2 separate regions of the Mus musculus genome follow, and region 2 is linked to region 1. The links are chromatin contacts, called in public promoter capture Hi-C maps. All regions are on one chromosome and are shown on one strand. The core of a region is the stretch at or near the end of the contact, and the rest is flanking DNA. Distances in the headings are between cores, read along the strand shown. Region 1 holds the start of Gldc (glycine decarboxylase). Region 2 holds the start of Asah2 (N-acylsphingosine amidohydrolase 2).

The links. Promoter capture Hi-C pulls out the DNA fragments that hold promoters and counts their contacts.
Region 2: a contact with region 1 is called in a promoter capture Hi-C map of hippocampal neurons, with 6 times the contacts expected there. A contact is called at or near these places in 2 of 39 promoter capture datasets (the 3T3-L1 cell line and hippocampal neurons).

The regions. Positions count from the first base shown.
Region 1 is chr19:30,172,445-30,177,895 of GRCm38.p6, reverse strand. Gldc (glycine decarboxylase) reads left to right here and starts at 2,455. Exons shown (of 25, transcript NM_138595.2): 1 at 2,455-2,905; 2 at 3,394-3,472. The coding sequence starts at 2,636.
Region 2 is chr19:32,099,688-32,105,138 of GRCm38.p6, reverse strand. Asah2 (N-acylsphingosine amidohydrolase 2) reads left to right here and starts at 1,999. Exons shown (of 24, transcript NM_018830.1): 1 at 1,999-2,120; 2 at 3,512-3,589.

The sequences.
Region 1 (5,451 bases), core at 1,206-3,705:
TAGAAGCGACTTAAGGGAGGAAGGGTTTCTTTGGCTCACAGTTCCAAGTTACAATGCATCCTGGTGGGAAAGTTATGGCATCAAGAGCTGGAAGCAGCTGGTTCTATTATGTCTTCAGTGAGAAGAGAGCAGGGAGATGTGTGCATGCGTCTGCTCAGCTAACTTGCTCCATTTTGTACAGTTTAGGATACTAGCCCTGCAAATAGGATGCTGTTCACAGTAGAAAGATCTTTCCATCTTAATCAAGATACTCCACCTCCAACAGTCAGGCCCAGAGGCCCCTTTTCCAAGTGATTCTAGATTCTGTCAAGTGGATAATTAATACTGACCATCTCATAACTAAATATACAATCTCTGGTGCTACAAACATCAGCAATTTCCATATAACCTCAATTTTCACTTGGTCAGGAATTCAATGTCTAGCAGAAATCTTGTCATGATAAAGCATGTGAGCAATGTGTTCTGATTCGTTCCCCGTAGAAGCTTCTTTTGGGGGTGGGGTTTTGAGACAGGGTTTCTCTGTATAGCCCTGGTTGTCCTGGAACTCACTCTGTAGACCAGGCTGGCCTTGAACTCAGAAATCTGCCTGCCTCTGCCTCCCAGGTGCTGGGGTTAAAGGCGTGCACCACCACACCCAGCCCTATAGAAGCTTCTTGTCTGACATCAAGTATCTACTCACCTTCCTGGAGTATATGCCAACACCTGACTTGGGCTATGGGTCTAGAAGCTAAGGGAGGTTGACAGGTCCTTCCATGGTTAACATGTTTATGGTGAAATTATAGGACCTTCAAGGAAGGTATGGCCAGTCTGTTAAAAAGGAGGAGCTGGTTCAGCAATCAAGGGAGACTTGGGGGAGGAGTGTATTACATTGGGGGTGAGACAAAGCCACATACAACTTCGTCTGTCCACAAATCCCCTATGTATCCAAGATTGACCTTGAACTCCTGATCATCCTGCCTCTCTACCTCTCAAGTATAGTGATTACTGATAAGTACTGCAGAATGCAGCTTACCTCAGTAGAATATGCTGTTCCCAATAATCATGTACATTCCAAACTACTAAAAATGTCCTCATTCTGATGTTTATATAGAAGACCAAATAAAGTTATGAAGTCAGCTTGTGTGGAAATTTGGCAATCCAACACTGGGTCTAAATGATTCCCTAAATATGTGCTTCCTGTAGCAATAGAAATGAAGGGATTCTTTCAGAACATTGGAGTCGTCTCCTCTTCTGACCTGTCATTTTAACCTACAAACTCATCACAGTAGTTAGCCCTCCCTACAAGTCCTTCCACTGGAAGGTCTTAACTTAGCAACTATTTGGTCTAGCAAAGACCTGCCTGCAACAGACACAGTAGTCGCCCCTGAAAGTTTAGGCAACACTGTTTCTTGTGTCTTTCCCAAGACCCAGTTTCTCTTTGCCTTCAACTCTAAGGTCATCGTTAAGGATGTGTATAAAGGTCAGATAGGCGGGTCCCAGGTTCCTGTCCTTGGGGGTCAGCTTCCTGGAGATGCTTTTGCTTTCATTACAGTATCTGTTTAGGTTTACTCAGGAAATAAAAATATAGCCAATATACCAACAGCATACTCATGCATTCCACGTAAAGGAAGACTGAATTTCAGGAATGGGTGCATATCAAACCAGTACAGAGAAGACGAAGGAGACATACAAAGGAGGGAGGGAGAAGACAGGTGCTGGGGTGTAGCTTGGTGCTAGTTGGGAGATCGGGGGTTTGGTTCCCATCGCATCATATCTCAAAAAAAGTGGGGTCAGGGGGATGGCTCAGTGATTGAGAGCACTTGCTACTCTTATGGTTGGGCTATCAGCACCCACATAAAAGCTCACAACAGCCTGTAACACCATTTGCAGGGAATCTGATGTCCACTTCTAACTTCTGCAAGCATTCGGCATGTATGTGATACACAGACAGACATTTCACCCAACACACAAATCAATAAAAAATAATATTAAATCTTTATTAAAAGATTAAAGCATAAGATATTTTAGGGGCTGTGCTCTTTGTCCAGATTTCATAACTATGAAAGAACCTTCCTTTGCCCATAGTGGTTTTCATGAGATGTGACCCTAAAGTCAGTAAGTGGAGACCAGCTAACTATTGGAGTCTTCCTGTCTTCTGTCTCAGTGCATTGCTCCAGGAACTTCACGAATGTTAGGGCTGCCCCAATGGGCCCTACAACCCGGCCAGTGGGCCTATAGAGCATCCCGAACCCCTGTGTAAGAAGAGGGATTTGGGACCTTAAACTTCCAGCATCAGGCAGGGGACTCCACCCTGCTGCTGAAGAGGGGAAAGAAGTGGGAGGAGGTGGGAGACAAGGAGGAGAGAGAAAGGGAGGGCCCTGCCTCGCCCCCGCCCTGCAACCCATTCCCATTGGCTAAAGGTTTCCTGGCTCCATCCTACTGCCCGCCTTCGGGCGCCGCTTAAAGTGTGCGGAGCAGGTGCCTGCTGAGGCGGAGGAACTTTGCAAGAGTTAGTGCAGTTCGCTGTACCCATTCATTGCCCGCAGTGGTCGGGAAGGGGATCCAGGGACTGCGGCGGCCACTCCCGGGGCATTGGGGCCAGAGGAGGGCCGGAAAGCGCTGCTGACCCTCGTGGGCTGGGGAGGTGACGGCGTCCATGCAGCTGTGTGCCAGGGCATGGGGGCTGCGCCTGGGCCGCGGAGCCGGGGGCGGCCACCGCCTGGCTCGGGGCACCGGCTTGAGTTGGGCGCAGCGAAGCCGGGACAGCAGCGGCGGCGGTGGCGGTGGCGGTGGCGGGGACCGCGGCGCGGCTGGGGCCTCGCGCCTTCTGGAGCGCCTCCTGCCCAGACACGATGACTTCTCCCGGAGACACATCGGCCCCGGAGACAAAGACCGGAGGGAGATGCTGCAGGCGCTGGGGCTGGCGGTAAGGCCCTCCACCCTCCACCCTGCCGGAGCTCTGCCCGCTGGGCCTCCCGGCTCCCACCTTGCCTTCCTCCTCCGTCCCGGGCCCCAGCTTGAAAGCGAGCTCGCTCTTAATCGTGGTGCCTTCTCCTCTCTTAACTTTTACTCTGTTCTCGCTCTTCTAAAGTGCATTTAAAAAATATCCCCAACTCCAGACGAACCCTAACTTTGCAGGAAAAGAAGACTCCCTACTTAGAGTACATTAATCCGGTCAGCTCCAGTTGCAGCTCCCGAACCCGGAGTAGCGGATTTACCATCCGGCTCCATCATTTTTTTTTTTTTTCCTCCAAAAGATTTCTGCTTCCTGATGTTTCACTTTAAAAAGAACTCTTAATTAGACGATTTAAATGAAGTTCCTACCAGCCTTTGAAGATAAACTGAAGTGGCTCTCTTAACTCAGGCTCTTTGCTCTGACTGTCCTGTTCACCAGCTTGCGTTTTTAAATTTTAGAGCATTGATGAGCTCATCGAGAAGACGGTCCCCGCCAGCATCCGCTTGAAGAGACCCTTGAAAATGGAAGACCCTATTTGTAAGTGGCCGGGAGGACTCTCAGGGGTTCCGCTGCTCTGCCTTCTATAATCTCTGTCCGGCTTTGGGGTTGGATTGCTCAGTACTTGACAGGCCCTAAACCGCTGGGATTTTTCTTCCCTGAGGAAAACCTATGTAAGCCCCTTTCATGGTCTTTATCCCTGAGTTGCTGGCGAGGCACCTACAAGCTTTCCCAAAGAAGGCTTTGCAAAAGACACGTGTTGGATTAGAAGTCTCCACCTCATGCACGCCCACCGGAAGGGCTTTTTGTTCCTTTGAGCTGAGAAGGTAGTTATCTCAGTAGATCAGGTGAGACTTCCGAAAGGACAAAGGAAATCACCTGAGGTCCTGCAGCTAGAGAAGAGACTTATTTGGAAGGGGACTTAGACTTCTCAAAGTCACGAGAATTTCAAATTGTTCTGTCTCACATCGGTTTCCCCTCTCACCCTCACCCATCTAAAGGCAGCAGTGCTTTGCAAGCCTGAATATGTGGGGTTTTTGTTTGTTTGTTTGTTTGTTTTGTTTTTTCTGAAAAGCACACAAACTCGATTTGTGCTTGGTTAAGAAATCTCAGGCTAGTTATAGGCTTCCCTTTTTAATGATTATTTTGTTTTTAAAAGATTTTCTTGCATTTATATTTGTGCACCACGCGGGCTGTTGGGTCATCTAGAACTGGAGTTCCCCACAGTTAGGGAACTCCAAACCTGGGTCCTCTGCAAGAGCAACACGTGCTCTTAGCTATTGAGCCATCTCTTCAGCCCCTCTTGGTAAAAGTGGTTTTAATGGTCCTAATGCTGTCTTTGGGTGGTTTTTTTGTTTGTTTGTTGTTGTTTTTTTATGTGGCATTGACTTCTAGGAGTCAGGGAAGAATCTAGATGTTAAGGGATGGTCAGAGCTGAAGAACTCTTAGAAAATTAAAAAAAATACCAAGCTCCCTCATCTGATAACCCCAGATCATAGAGATATTTCTCTAGGGCAATTGTTTCGTTTGCTTGCTTGCTTGCTGTTGCTTGTCTGGTTTGGTTTCTGTGAGAAGAAATTCTACATGCAAAGCTGGTTTTGTTTTAAAAGACATCCTGAGCCTATTCCGGCTGCAGCTGGGGATGCTGTACCTCAGGTTCTATGAGGGCTGCTGCCCTCCTTGCTGTCAGATGCTGATGGCCAGGGGCTTGCTCACAAAGCAAACCACCTGAGACTTGGAAAGATGGCCATAAGGAATACCTATCTCAATTTCAGGACACCAACATTCTGAGCCATCAAATGTGAGAAAAACAGAAGTTGGCTTACTTGTTTTTTGAAATAAGGACTTTCATGCAGCTTAGGCAAGCCTCAAACTTGTGATTCTCTGGCCCTTATTCATTGAGTAAAGTTATATTATGTGTACATCACAATGTGGAAAAACTGTACTTATTTTTGAGAACAGTTTTTTTTCCTGTGTGTGATCCTTCCTTCCTTCCTTCCTTCCTTCCTTCCTTCCTTCCTTCCTTCCTCTCCTTATTTTTAAGATCGGGTCTCAAAGCCAGGCGTGGTGGCGCACGCCTTTAATCCTAGCACTTGGGAGGCAGAGGCAGGCGGATTTCTGAGTTCGAGGCCAGCCTGGTCTACAAAATGAGTTCCAGGACAGCCAAGGCTACACACAGAAACCCTGTCTCAAAAAAAAAAAAAAAAAAAAGGATAGGGTCTCACTATGTGGCCCTGGCTGGCCTGTCTTTGAAGACCAGCTGGGATTAAAGGAGTGCACATCTGGTCCTAGTTGTGTATTTGTCAAGGAAGCCATTGGCAAGTATTTGTGCCAATAATTGCCTTCCTGAGACTTTTAAGAGCAGAATGTCTAGATTAGCTCCTTGTATAACATGCTCTAAGTAAGATGTTCTTTTAGGAGTATTAAGGCCTGGTGAACTGATCAGTGTTCATCCTCTCTGTCTCTTTCTGTCTCTGTCTCTCTCTGTCTCTGTCTCTCTCTCTCTCTCCCTCCCTCTC
Region 2 (5,451 bases), core at 750-3,249, 1.9 Mb before region 1:
ACATGTCATCTGGCTCCAGTCCGAGAATTAGGAAATGGGACCAGCTGTGAGCACGTCACAGTAATTACAGATGACAAAACAAAATTAAGATGTCCAAATGGGTTGGTGATGGATTTTCCTTAAGGAAGAAATGATGATCTTTCTCGATAAAACTGAAATTAGACATCCTGACACTCCCGTTCCGTTTTCTCTTCTGTGCTGTGTCTTCCCAGCCTCCTCTGGTCACTTTATTGATAGGGGTCCCCCTTCTCAGTTTGCTCTGTGGGATCAATTCTGTCACTTTTGATTTCTCTTAGCTCAGATTTCAGGTACAGGGCAGCCCTGACCATAGGGTAGACTGGGAAGGAGTAGGAAACCCGGATTTTTCTGGCATTTCTGGTGATCTTTCTTACGAAGTACATTTAAAGTGGTCAGCACATTTGCTGGTGTGAGGCAAGCTTCAATGTAGCTGCCTTTGTTAGTGTCCTTTCTGCTCCCCAGGTGGTCTGTGCTCTCCCCTTCTTCACAGGTAGATTGCACTCTTTTCTGGAAGCTTTGAGACTCCCAGGGTAGACGAAGTTTAGGCAAAGGAGGCCCTGGTGCCTAGGAGCCCAGTTAGCAGAAAATAAACCTCAGAAGGCAGCCCTTGCCGTTCCAGATGGCAGAGAGGAGGAGAAAGGGCCAAGGCTCCTGCTGGCCTTCCGGGTCTCCCCATGGAGGGATGATTACCTGTAATAGCTCAGTCTTTAGCAAACACTGTCACACCTGCCAGCTTTGTACTTAACTTTTTACTTCCTTCTGAGGCCACAGCGAACTCTGTAGCCTGAAGAAAGCTAGAGGCTTGCTATACCTTGATTTATGCCTTGGCACTCTATGTAGCAACCCATTTATAAGCCAAGAGGAGCAGTCTTCTTTGGGGATTCTAGGTACATGAGGCTTCTGTATAGCGACATGGGGGAGTGGGGGGGATGAGGTAAACTGCAAAGACCAGAGCCAGGACCAAGCATGGGACACATTTCTGAAATACCATCACTCCAGAGGCCCAGGAGGCCAGGGCATGGCTGTGAGTCGAGGCTATGAAAATACCATGATTACCTGTCCCAAGAAGAAAAGGCCCAGAAGGAAACAACAAAAAACAGAAGTTGATCCTATACTGGCTTTGCTTTCTGTCCCTGACTTTCATACTTGTAAAGCAACTCCCAAAGGCTCAGAAGATTGACCCTCTTCAACTCCCCTACCTGCCCTACTAGGAGCCCTGGTAACTGTAGGGCAATATTGCAAGAAGCTGGGGTTTGTTTTTTTTTTTGGGGGGGGGGCGGTTGCCTGGAGGGGTGTTATGGGAAATATAAATATAGCTTTATCTGTTTATCCAAATTACTAAGGTATGTTTACTACATGTGAATAATAATCTTCTCCATCAAGTTGCAATCTGTCCAGAAACGTCTTTCCTAGAATGTATGTCCTTTATTCAAAATGTTCTTTACTCCAGCCTCTGCAGCGACTGTCTACTTTTGTCTCTGTGGCACGCAATTGATATCCTTGGCAATGAACTGCTTGCTTTCCAAATCACAGAGGACAAGCAGGTTGGGCTGAGCGAATGATGATGTTTGTTCATGGTGGAAAAAGACAGCCTCTAGGGCCGTGGTTCTCACCCTTCCTAATGCCTCTACCCCTTACTACAGTTCCTCATGTTGCGGTGACCCCCCCCCCCCAACCATAACATTATTTTTGTTGCTACTTCATAACTGTAATTTTGCTACTGTAATGAATCACTATCAATATCAGATAGGCAGGATATCTGACCTGTGACCCCTGTGAAAGGGTCTTCCTACCAAAAGGGTCCTGAAGTGCAGGTTGAGAAACACTGTTCTAGGTGTTACCTTCCAAGAATGGTACAAGTGTTCATCCATCAGCAGGCTTAGCAGAGTGCACCGTGTCTGCTGAATGAGTCAGCGTGTAAGTGGTTAAGTTACAGAGCCTTGGCTTTCTGGGTTAGAGCTTCCAGCCTCCAAGAGTTAACCTGCAGCGGTGTTCTGAAGAGCCGGGCAGAGGATACACAAGCATCCCAGCAGGCACTCTGGTTTGCCCGTGAACGATAGATATGCGGGGGTTTGAATGAGCAGCTGCAGCAGCGGGTTTGGGTACGTGGCTTTGCTTTGATTGATGCTGTATTGTTTTCTCTCAAGAGAACAAAGCAATGCTTGTTCCTGTTTGCAAACAAGGTCCCTTGGAGAAAGGGCAGTTGTCTATTAGCCTGCATTCTATCGTGAAAATAAGAGCCCAGGGTGCAGGGGTGAGCGTTTGCAGATTTCTCCATCCTCATTTAAGCTGCATCTCGGATGCTGGGGATTGTCTTTAAACTGATCTGAATTCTAGTGCTGCAGCGTCAGGTCATTTGAATGTCACGATCGCAGTGGGATTCAAACGGTAGTTTTTTGCTATCTCTACTGGAAATCTATACTTAGAGGTAAATATTTGAAGTTGTTTGTTGAATTGGTAGATGCAGGAGGCAGAAACACATTTTCCTGCCCATTTTGGAAGATACGATTTAAAACCCCAGACTCGGAGAGCAAACTTCTATAATTCATCGGAAGCCCGAGGGAGGGAGGGAGGCATCATCTAAGACCGAATGCTTTCTCCTCTCCTACAACCTGACTACTTTAGCCCCAGCACACACAGTGTGACCGGAAACATCCTTCAGCATGTCATGACTTCTAATCAGTCTCTACGTGCTCAGCTGGGTATCGGTATTACTTCACGAACCTTTTATTTTGTTCGTGGAAACGCATCTGAAACTCAAAACAGACTAGAAATAATCTTCAAAGACTTGAACTGAATGGAATTTCAAGGAATACAAGGTTTTAGCTTAAAGTTTTTCAGGGTCCCGATGTGGTGTGAAGGTACAGTCTAGAAGCACTGTGCACACCGATGACGGTATAGATATTTGCAAACTTCCCGGAATGCATGGTGCAGGTAAAATGCAAGGCAATCGACGTTTAGGTCTACAACTTTTCTAAAAGTTTCCCCCAACTCGGACACCATATTGAATAAGAATACACACATACACACATATGTGCACACACATACGTGCACACACACACATACATGCACAGAGAGAGAGGGCGAAGACGAGGTGGGGGGGTGAGAGAGAGAGACTCTTGTTTTTGATTTTAGGAAACAATTTTTTACGTATTTATTATATAATGTCAGCTAACAGGCTGATCCTGTATAGTCTTTATGTGGACAAATGTTCTTTATATCCCTACATATTCTGGTATTTTTATCATGGAGAGATGTTGGAGTTTGCCAAAAGCTATATCTGCATCTATTAATTGTGTATTTTCTAGCCTTCAGCCTCTATATATTTTGTATTGCCTTGATTGGTCTGTGCATGTTGACCCAACCTGGAATTCCTGAGATGGAACCGAACTTAATCACAGGATATGATCTTAGTGTTATCATGAAGAGCTTGGGCAAATATGTTAGTTTTTAAAATATTTTATTTTTATTCTTTGTATGTCTCTTTGTGCAGGTCTGTACACATGAGTGCTGGTGTGCTTAGAGGCATCGGGTCCCTTTCAGCTGGAGTTGCAGTACTTGTGAGTGCCATGTAAGTACCTCTGCATGGGTCCTGAGAGCTGAGGTTCTCTGGAAGAGCAGTGCATACTCTTAATCACTGAGCCATCTCTTCAGGCCTGCGATTAGTTTATTCACCTCGCTCTGGAGGGCACGTGGTATGCAGTCTTCTGTTTGCATCTGTGTCCTTATCTGGTTTGGGTGTCAGGGCAATATTGACTTCCCAGAATGAGTCCGCTTTTAATGCTTTGACTGCTCTGTCTTGGGAGCAGCTTGCTGAGTGATGGTGATGACTTGAAGACTTGGTGGAATCTAGCATCGAGCCCGCTACAGAGCTTTTCTTTGTGGGCCGATACTCTCATCACTGTCTGACTCTTGTTGCCTATGGAACTCTTTAAGTTGTTGATATCTTCTTGATTTAATTTAGGTGGGTTATATGTGTATCAGGATTTACTCATTTCTCCTAGACTGTCCAGTTTTTAGGATTGCATTTTTTAAAAGTCTCTAATGAGACAATAGATTTCTTTGGACTTTGTTATAAGATCATCCTCAAATTTTGTTTTTCTGTTTATATAATTGACCCAACCTGGAATTCCTGAGATGGAGCAAACTTAATCACAGTATATGAACTTAATGTTTTCATGAAGAGTTTGGGCAAATATGTTAGTTTTATTTTATTTTTATTATTTGTATGCCTCTTATATAGTTTTATATAAGCCTTATATATGTGTGTGTATGTATAATATTTATCTTTTCAAGCATCCAATTTTGTGTTTAATTGATCCAACATTTTCTTCCATTTGTTTCTGCCCTTGCATTTTTATTTCTAGCCTCCTATTGCTTTCTGGGGGGGGGGGGGGTTTGAATTGTTCTTGTTCATCTAAAACCTTGAAGTTTATCATTGGTATTTATTTGAAATATCTTTGCAATATCTCTATTTTTTTCTAATGTAAGCATTTAAAGCTATAAACTTTACCTCTTAGAACTATCTTATTTCTATCTCAAAAGTGCTGATAAATTGTGCTTTATTTGATTATAGAAGCATTTAAAAATCCCATTTCTGGGTTGGCTGATGATCTGCTGGTCATTTGATAGTATATTTTTTCGTTTTCCTAGTATTCGTGTACTTCCTGTGGTTTCTCTTGCTATCTCTCTCTTCTTCTACGCCACTGTTAAGTTCTTAGAAATTGTCGTGATTATATTGTACTTGTTAAGACCTGATTGCCTAATGTGTTCTATCTTCGAGGACTATCTACAGGCTACTGAAAACGAAATGTGTTTTCCATAGCTGTTGGACGAAATACTTTGTTTCTATCTATTAAGTCAATTTGATCTGGGTATGCCTTAACCCAGAAGCTTCCTTTGCTGTTGTTTTGGTTGCTGTTGTTTTTTCCCCTTGGTTTGGATGACCTATTTAAATATGATGTTACCCACTGTTACGGTATCAGTCAAACATTTAATGCTCATTAGTATCTCTTTATGGCATTGGTGACCCCACCACTCAGTGCATATATAGTTACAGTTGTTATTTCTTCCCAATTATTTGTCTTTTCTTTATTAACAGTTAGTAGCTTTCATCATCTCTCCTGTCTAATTTCAATTTGAAACCTTCTCTATCAAATCTCAGGATTACTATACCAGCTTGTTTTCAGCTTCCACTAGGCTTGAAAGACTGGCTTTCAAACTTTGATTTTCAAAATGTGGGTGTCTTTACAGATGAGGTGTGATGGGGTTATTTGTTTGTTTTTTGTTTTTTTGTTTTGTTTTGTTTTTGTTTTTGGCAATAGGCAGTGGTCTTGATTTTTAAGCTGGTTGACTAGTTTGCATTTCTTTACTGGTGATAGGAAGCAATTACATGGAAGGCAATGTTTACTAAGTCCAGCAATTTTATTTTAT